Linked DNA regions of Pan troglodytes: region 1 is linked to region 2. A link is a contact called in public HiChIP or PLAC-seq data. All regions are on one chromosome and are shown on one strand. Each heading gives the region's core, a stretch centred on a gene start, on an enhancer-like site or on the middle of the called end of the contact. The rest is flanking DNA. Distances are from core to core; before and after follow the strand shown. Region 1 holds the start of PAPSS1 (3'-phosphoadenosine 5'-phosphosulfate synthase 1). Region 2 holds the start of DKK2 (dickkopf WNT signaling pathway inhibitor 2).

What was found. HiChIP or PLAC-seq counts read pairs in DNA pulled down with a chosen protein or histone mark.
Region 1: an H3K4me3 HiChIP or PLAC-seq map of stem cell-derived excitatory neurons shows a contact between it and region 2, with 5 times the contacts expected there. The contact joins the promoter of PAPSS1 here to the promoter of DKK2 in region 2. A contact is called at or near these places in 1 of 7 Hi-C or Micro-C datasets (induced pluripotent stem cells) and 1 of 1 datasets of contacts at active chromatin or transcription factors (stem cell-derived excitatory neurons).

The regions. Positions count from the first base shown.
Region 1 is chr3:109,179,549-109,182,826 of NHGRI_mPanTro3-v2.0_pri, forward strand. It overlaps PAPSS1 (3'-phosphoadenosine 5'-phosphosulfate synthase 1), which reads right to left and starts at 1,942. Exons shown (of 12, transcript XM_016951973.2): 1 at 1,637-1,942. The coding sequence starts at 1,924.
Region 2 is chr3:108,487,449-108,491,036 of NHGRI_mPanTro3-v2.0_pri, forward strand. DKK2 (dickkopf WNT signaling pathway inhibitor 2) reads right to left here and starts at 2,310. Exons shown (of 4, transcript XM_001170814.8): 1 at 1,367-2,310. The coding sequence starts at 1,588.

The DNA of each region.
Region 1 (3,278 bases), core at 692-3,191, 690 kb after region 2:
CCTCCCAAAACGCCCAGGCGAAACTAATCTCTCCTCTAAATTGCAATAAAACTTCTGTCTTACGCCACTCACTCTGGACCACAAAGACATATTCACCACTTGGCAAATGTCACAACCCCAACACAAACCATGAACTACCAGAAGGCAAGCAGTAAGTCCCACATTTTTCACCACCATGTCTAGCACAAGTCTCTACATAGAATACGCACCATGTGGCAAATGTTAATAAATAAATGAGTACATAAATGGACAATGTAACAGAAATTATCTGTAAATACCCCAAGTAAGCCAACCTTATTTCCCTAACCGTGAAATACCTTAAGGTAACAGAAGCGAAACTGAGTCTGAGTTTCAAGGCAGTGGTTTCACCGCACATTCAAATTCATGATCTGTCTTCTTTGTTCAGCAGAACAATCCCGTGAAGTACATACTATTATACCCTTAAGTTAACTGAGGTTCGAAAAAGTAAAGTGACTCTCCTCAAGATCACACAGCTAGTAAATGGCAAAGCTGGGATGAGAGACCAGGCCAGGAGTCCAGCGCTCTTTCCACTGTTCTAATTCATCTTTTAAATCTCCTTCCCCTCCTTACCATCTATAGAGTTAAATAAAAGGAGAGAGGAATCAGTGAACAATTCATGATAACAATAACAACAGATGTGGTATATTAATGACTTCCAAAGAACATTTGCCTGAAATTGCTTTTTTTTTTTTTCTTTGATTCATCTAGGGCAAGTAACGTTTTGGGAGACATTGCATTTAAACCTTATTATTCCATTGGACTGTGAAATAACATTTCCATCTCAACTTAAACCAGTGCCTTTCCAGACTCCAAAGATGGGCCCTTCCCTGCCACACACTTACAAAGGAAGATAAGGCTCTTTCTCATCACAGAGAAATTAAGGAAGTAAGCAACGTTATGAGGACACAGCACTTTACAAAGTCAACTGGCAGTCGTTACTAAACGTTATAAAGGACTGGTCCCATACCTGACTGTCACCAGGAATGGAGTCTTTCAAACTCCTACTTGTTAAACATTCCGATTTAACACAGAGACACAAAGAACCTCAGTTCAGGGCAGTCTCAACTCATGAATGACCACATTGTTGGGTACTCTCCTTTCACACTGAAACTCAGAAATGGAAAGACACGGAGATGGACCCAAACCTGGGCCAACCGCACTGGCAGAGCCAAGAAAAACCAAGAACGCGTCGAAGGCGCCCGCCTCCGCCTCCTCTGCAGATCTTCAGGCCACTCCAAGGTATGCAGGAAGCTCCTGTTTCTGCAGCCGCAGGTTTCAGCACCCGGAGGTTTCAGCAAGCGCCAGTTCACGGGTGAAGGATTTTCCTGGGGGTCTTACCTGAGCGGAGGCGCTGGGGAGGGGGGGCGTTCTTCCCACGAACGGTGGCTCGGACCGCACGCTGCGCCAAGCTAGGGCGAGACCCCCACCCTGCGCCGCGCCCCTCTGCCTCGCAACCACCCACGGCCCCAGCCGGGAGGCGCCGCAGCCCCGGAACCCACCTCCGCGCTCCTGGAAGGATGGATGCGGAGGAGGCGGGAGAGAGGCGGCGGCTCCGGAACGAGCTGCTCCCACAGCCCCTCCGCTCCTCGCCGTCTCGCCTTCCTCCCCAACTTACCCAGTTCTGCGCGTTATTGCTCAGCTTGACTTTCTTGCACAGGCTCCCGGGGATCTCCATGACCGCGGAGCGCGCTGAGCAGCCGGGGTTCTCTGTGCCGGGAGGGTAGCAGGAGGGCAGGCCAGCGAGCGGGGCGGGGCTGGAGGGCGGGGCCTCCTCGCGTCGGGGCGGGCGCGCGCTGACTTGCGCACGCGCCCGTGCTCGTGGCCTGGGTTGCGCGGCGCATGCGGCGCGCCTCGGAAATGGGTCCGGGGCAGAGGTCTGTGGGGAAGGGCGAAACGCCGGCATAGAACCGGAGGTAGAAACTGGGGGCGGAGCTTCAGCGCTCGCGCCGGCGCGGGCGCGCACGGCGCTCCTCCTTCCAGATCCCGATGAAGGGGCGGGGCCTGGAATGCAGTCGTGGAACCTCAGGTGCCTCTGCGGCACCGAGCCTAGTTCTGAGCTAGCGCAGATCTCTAAGAGCGAGTACCAGCCGCCGGGAGAAAGGCAAGGGGAGTGCGCGGCTCGCCGCGCGCGGCTCTCCCTCAGCAGAGGCTGATTGGGAGGACGCTGACGCGGCCTCCTGCACCTCTGGCTACTCCTCCACGGACCTGGCTGCTGGCCTCCTGACTGCCCCTTCTGTGCCCATGTCACCCTGGCCAAATGTTTTAAATGTTTTACAGCTTTGCAAAGGGAAGAATTGATTTACCGAACAGCTCATTCTCCACATTAAAACTCTACTCAAGACACAATTTTTTTTTTTTTTTTTTGAGACGGAGTCTTGCTCTGTCGCCCAGGCTGGAGTGCAGTAGTAGGATCTCGGCTCACCGCAACCTCTGCCTCCCGGGTTCAAGCGATTCTCCTGCCTCAGCCTCCCGAGTAGCTGGGACTACAGGCGTGTGCCACCACGCCCGGCTAATTTTTGTATTTTTAGTAGAGACGGGGTTTCACTATGTTGGCCAGGCTGGTCTCGAATTCCTGACCTCATGATCCGCCCGCCTCAGCTTCCCAAAGTGCTGGGATTCCAGACGTGAGCGACAGCGCCTGGCCTCAAGACACAGTTTTTAAAAAAATATAAAAGCCCGATTTCTTGACATCAATAATTAATATCTCAACCTGAATTAGTGATTACTTATAAGGTGCCTCCCTCTCCGCTAGGAGGCCCCACTTCGCATCAGATTTCTGTGCAGTGCTTCTTACCCACCTACACCGGAAAGGGGCTTCTGTATTATTAAGAGCTACTCAGGAAATACCTAGAGGACTGAAATCCAGGACCGGGGAGGCCGCAGGTAACCCCGAATAGAACTCCCGCCTACGGAGGACATTTTCAAATTCACCTAATTATTCCAGGGCTAGTTCGTAGGAGGATGGGCTGGGGGCATGACAGAGTTTCCTCCAGGAGTTATCTTCCCCACACCCCCCATAACTCTGAGTTCTCTTTTCCGCAGCTTGCCCCTGGCACCAAGAGAGTTGCTTGCAGCTCTGCCCCTCTGTGACACAGCCGCCCTCCGCCCCTGACCCCGCCCATCACCAAGACCTGAGACTGCTGCCTGTTAGTGACTAGCAAATTAGCCCCCATCACCAAGACCTGAGGCTGCTGCTGCTGCCTGTTAGTGACTAGCAAATCAGCCCCCATCACCAAGACCTGAGGCTGCTGCCTGTT
Region 2 (3,588 bases), core at 1,060-3,559:
TGATTGCTGATTTTGTAATCCCTTGAAAGGATAGCTGAAATGGTTCACACTTCAAAGCTCTGGGAAGAGTTCTGGAACTGCAAAACTAGCAAAACTGCAAAATTGTCCCCGTGAGAGGGCAGTAGGGGGCCAAGCCCGGGTCTTGTCTCTCTGTCCATCCCAGAATGGCTCGGCCCTCTCAACCAACCTTCACCCGGCTGGCTGCGCTGTGGACAGGGGCGGCGGAGGACACCGAGAGAGCGCAAAACAGCAGCATCAGTCGGTTCCAAGGAAACTCGGATCTCTGGGGCGTGGGCCGCTGCCAGGGGTTGACACTTGTGTTGTGCGAGGTGCGTGTGCCATTGGCAAAATGGCTTTCTCAGTTTTGGCTTCCCACAAAAGGAGCGGAAGGGGGAGCTGTCATGATTCCCAGTGCCCACAGAGCCCCCTCTCCTGGCCACAGCGCGCCAGCCACAACTGGTACCGAGTGTGCGCGCTCGTCTCTGTGCGTGTTTATTTGTATAACTGTTTGCAAGTGGCTTTCAATCTATCTGTATGACAGAGACAGAGGCGCCTGCGGAAAGTTCCCTCTCTCAAAAACGCCTTCAGTGTCCTGCTGTATCGCTGGCGCCTACGACGCTGTCATTGTCATCTCATCATTTTGCTTCCTTCCGGGTGATTTATGTACAATTCTGCGTGAGTGAGAAATGCGCGTCTACTGGAGTTGTTTTGTCTGTGACCTTACTTCTTTGAAGAGAGTAAGTGGTTGGGAGGGAAGGAGACCCTGAAAAGGAGTAATGTCCCCTCCAGATTGTAAAATATAATGGTTAGACGCCCAGTATCTCAATGTCTAGACTGAAATCCCGCTCTGCCACTTATACTAGCTGTGTGCCTTGGGCAAATCGTTAGTCAATCCGTGCCTCAATTACTTCATTAGCAGAATGGGAAAGCAACAGCACCTAGCTCACAGAGTTGTGAAGATTAAATGAGTGAATATGTAAAACGCTTAGAACTGTGCCTGGCACGTTATTAGGTGCTATAGGTTAAATGCTATTAACATCTTCATCAGTTGCATCACAGTGTTAAATGGAAGGACCATCCTGACCACTTTCTCCACAGGAAAGCACTAGATCTTGATACGTGCCCACGCCCCAGGGCAAAGGCGAGACAGAATCCTAACCCTTTGACTCTGTGCAGTGCAGGACCAGCAGCCACCCAGACACCCCCCGCCCACGCAGACCCTGTTCGGTGAATCCCTCCCCAGCCGCCTGTTCTCTATATCTGGGGCCACGCTCCGAATGTTGCAGGATGCAATGGCAAACCGCTAGCCCAAGAGAGCTGGCCCCTGCCTCTTCTGTCTGAAGAATGTGTTTGGGGGTTTTCCTACCTGCCCCAGGTTTTTGCCTTTCTTACTGCCGCCGAATGCCAGTCCTTGGTACATGCCCGCAGATCGATTGCCAGCCTGACCAGGCGTCTCCCCGCCCAGAGAGGACTTGATGGAGTTGAGTTTGGCCCGCGAACTGCCGATCTGTGAGCTCTCCACCATCAGCACCGCGGCCAGTAGGAGCAGGCAGCAGGACGAATCCTTGCACCGCATCAACGCGGCCATCTCCCGGCGAGGGGGTCCCCAGGAAGACGCAAAGCCCGGAGGGGTGGGAATGCAAAGGGAGGGAGGACCACAACACGGGGCCCCTCACTTGGGGCGCGGGGGCTTGCAGATTGTGTTCCCTCAACCCTTCCTGGTTCGGGGACCCAGGACCCTATGAACTCAGTCTCACGCCTCAGGACAGAAATTAGCGGAACCCAAGCGAGAACCGCTTCTCCACCAGGACAGGAAGTTCTGCAATAACTGGAAGCAATCAAAGGCGAGGCGCTTTCTCGCCAAGGAGGCGTGACCCAAGGTGCAAGAAAACCCAGCCCTGTGGATCGCACCGCTTCCGTTCCTTCTTGCCCCGCACCTCCTTGGTCCCACCGGGATCTCGGCGGTTTAACTCTCCTCTTAATTGATCAGGAGGCCCGCATCAGCTCCTTCTCCTTCAACTCAGTTGCTTTTCTCTCCTCTCTTTTCCTATCCTTTATGTGTCAAACTTTGCAGGACACAGTGCTCCTTTTCAAAGTTAGCAGGCGCTTTAGTAGGGGATCAGGAGACGTCCTCGGACCGAATCCTCGAGATCTGAAGAGAATCGAGGTCCCCCACACGCGCACTCACAGTTGCCCCGAAGCGTTGTCCCCTGACTCACAAGAGACAGCGAACCGCTGCCAGCGCAGCGATGCCTAGGGAGCGGACTTGCGCTACGCTCGCCGCGGGCTCCCGCTTTCTCTCTCTCTGCTCTCTCCCCCGTCCTTTTTGCTTTTTATAGCTTCCCACAGTGAGGCCTTTTTTTTTTTTTTTTTTTTTACCTCCGCCCCCAATTCAAGAGTGACAAAGAGTGAAAACTTTTCTCTCACTCCCCACCGCTTCCGCCCCCCTCCTCTCTGCGTGCTGCTTCTCCTTCTGCGGCTTTCACTCCAGCTTTTCCTCCTCCTCATCCTCCCGCTCTGTCTCCACCCACAACTACTGGAAAAGGGGGATCTAGCTTTTCCATGAGGTGAATGGAACATAGGGGCTCCTAATTCCTGACAACAACTCCAGCGGTTGGAGGGGTCTTTGGAAACAGGCAGAGACCAAAGGTGGAAACGGAGTGGGGCAAGCTGACACCACTTGATCGCTGCCACCCTTTCTTAGATCTTCCCACCCATCTTCAGCCCCTGACTCCGCGAGGAGAGCTGGAAAAGCCCTATGGAAGCTTTAGAGAAGTGAGCATCTGCGCATCTGCTCATTAGTATTGTGTTCTTTGTGCGCTCACGTTTGGTTTTAGACTGTGCCTCCCAGGGAGTGTGTGAAGCTGGAGCCACATAGGTGCGCCAGGGGGTGGCCAATGATCCGGATAGAGGGTCTGGAAGGAAAGGGGCAGACCAAAGAGGGGAAAAGATGAGCCTATTCGATTTGGGTCTTTTTAGTCTCCTCCTTCGGAACCCCGGGCCCCGCCGCCCTCGTAGAATATGTCTATGTCTCTGAGGGACTGGGAAGAAGGGGATGCTCTGGGTACGCTCCAAGGGTTTGGACCTCACAGCTCGATTGAGCATCTTTACCATGCCAGGCAACTGCTCTTTTTGCGAAAAGGAAATCCCAGATAGGAATGAACGGGGGCAGGGAGCCTTTGAGATCCTGTCTTCCTTGGCTTCCTGCCTTCTAGCCCCTGGGAATTACAAGAGAAGCCATTCCTGTCAGCCCCCAGGTCTCTCCAGGTCCAATTCCCTTCGGCCGAAGGTCGAAGGCTGCTCCGGGAACGACTGGGACGCGCTGGCGCTTGGGGGCGCCAGTGGCAGCCGTTCAGCGAGCCACGGAAGTGCTGCAGGAGACAAGCGCTGAGTTCGGTGATGTCTGGTGGCTAAGTGCGAGACTTTCCAAGCAAAGCAAGGGATTGTTCGAAAGTTGTTGCATTTCTGCTTCGCAGACACTAATGTCCAGGAGCAGAGAAATCCAAGCATTGAGCCACAACTTGAAGTTAGAAGGCAGCTAGCCGCCAGGGGAGGATACAAGCAGCATCCTCTTCAGAATTTTTGGAC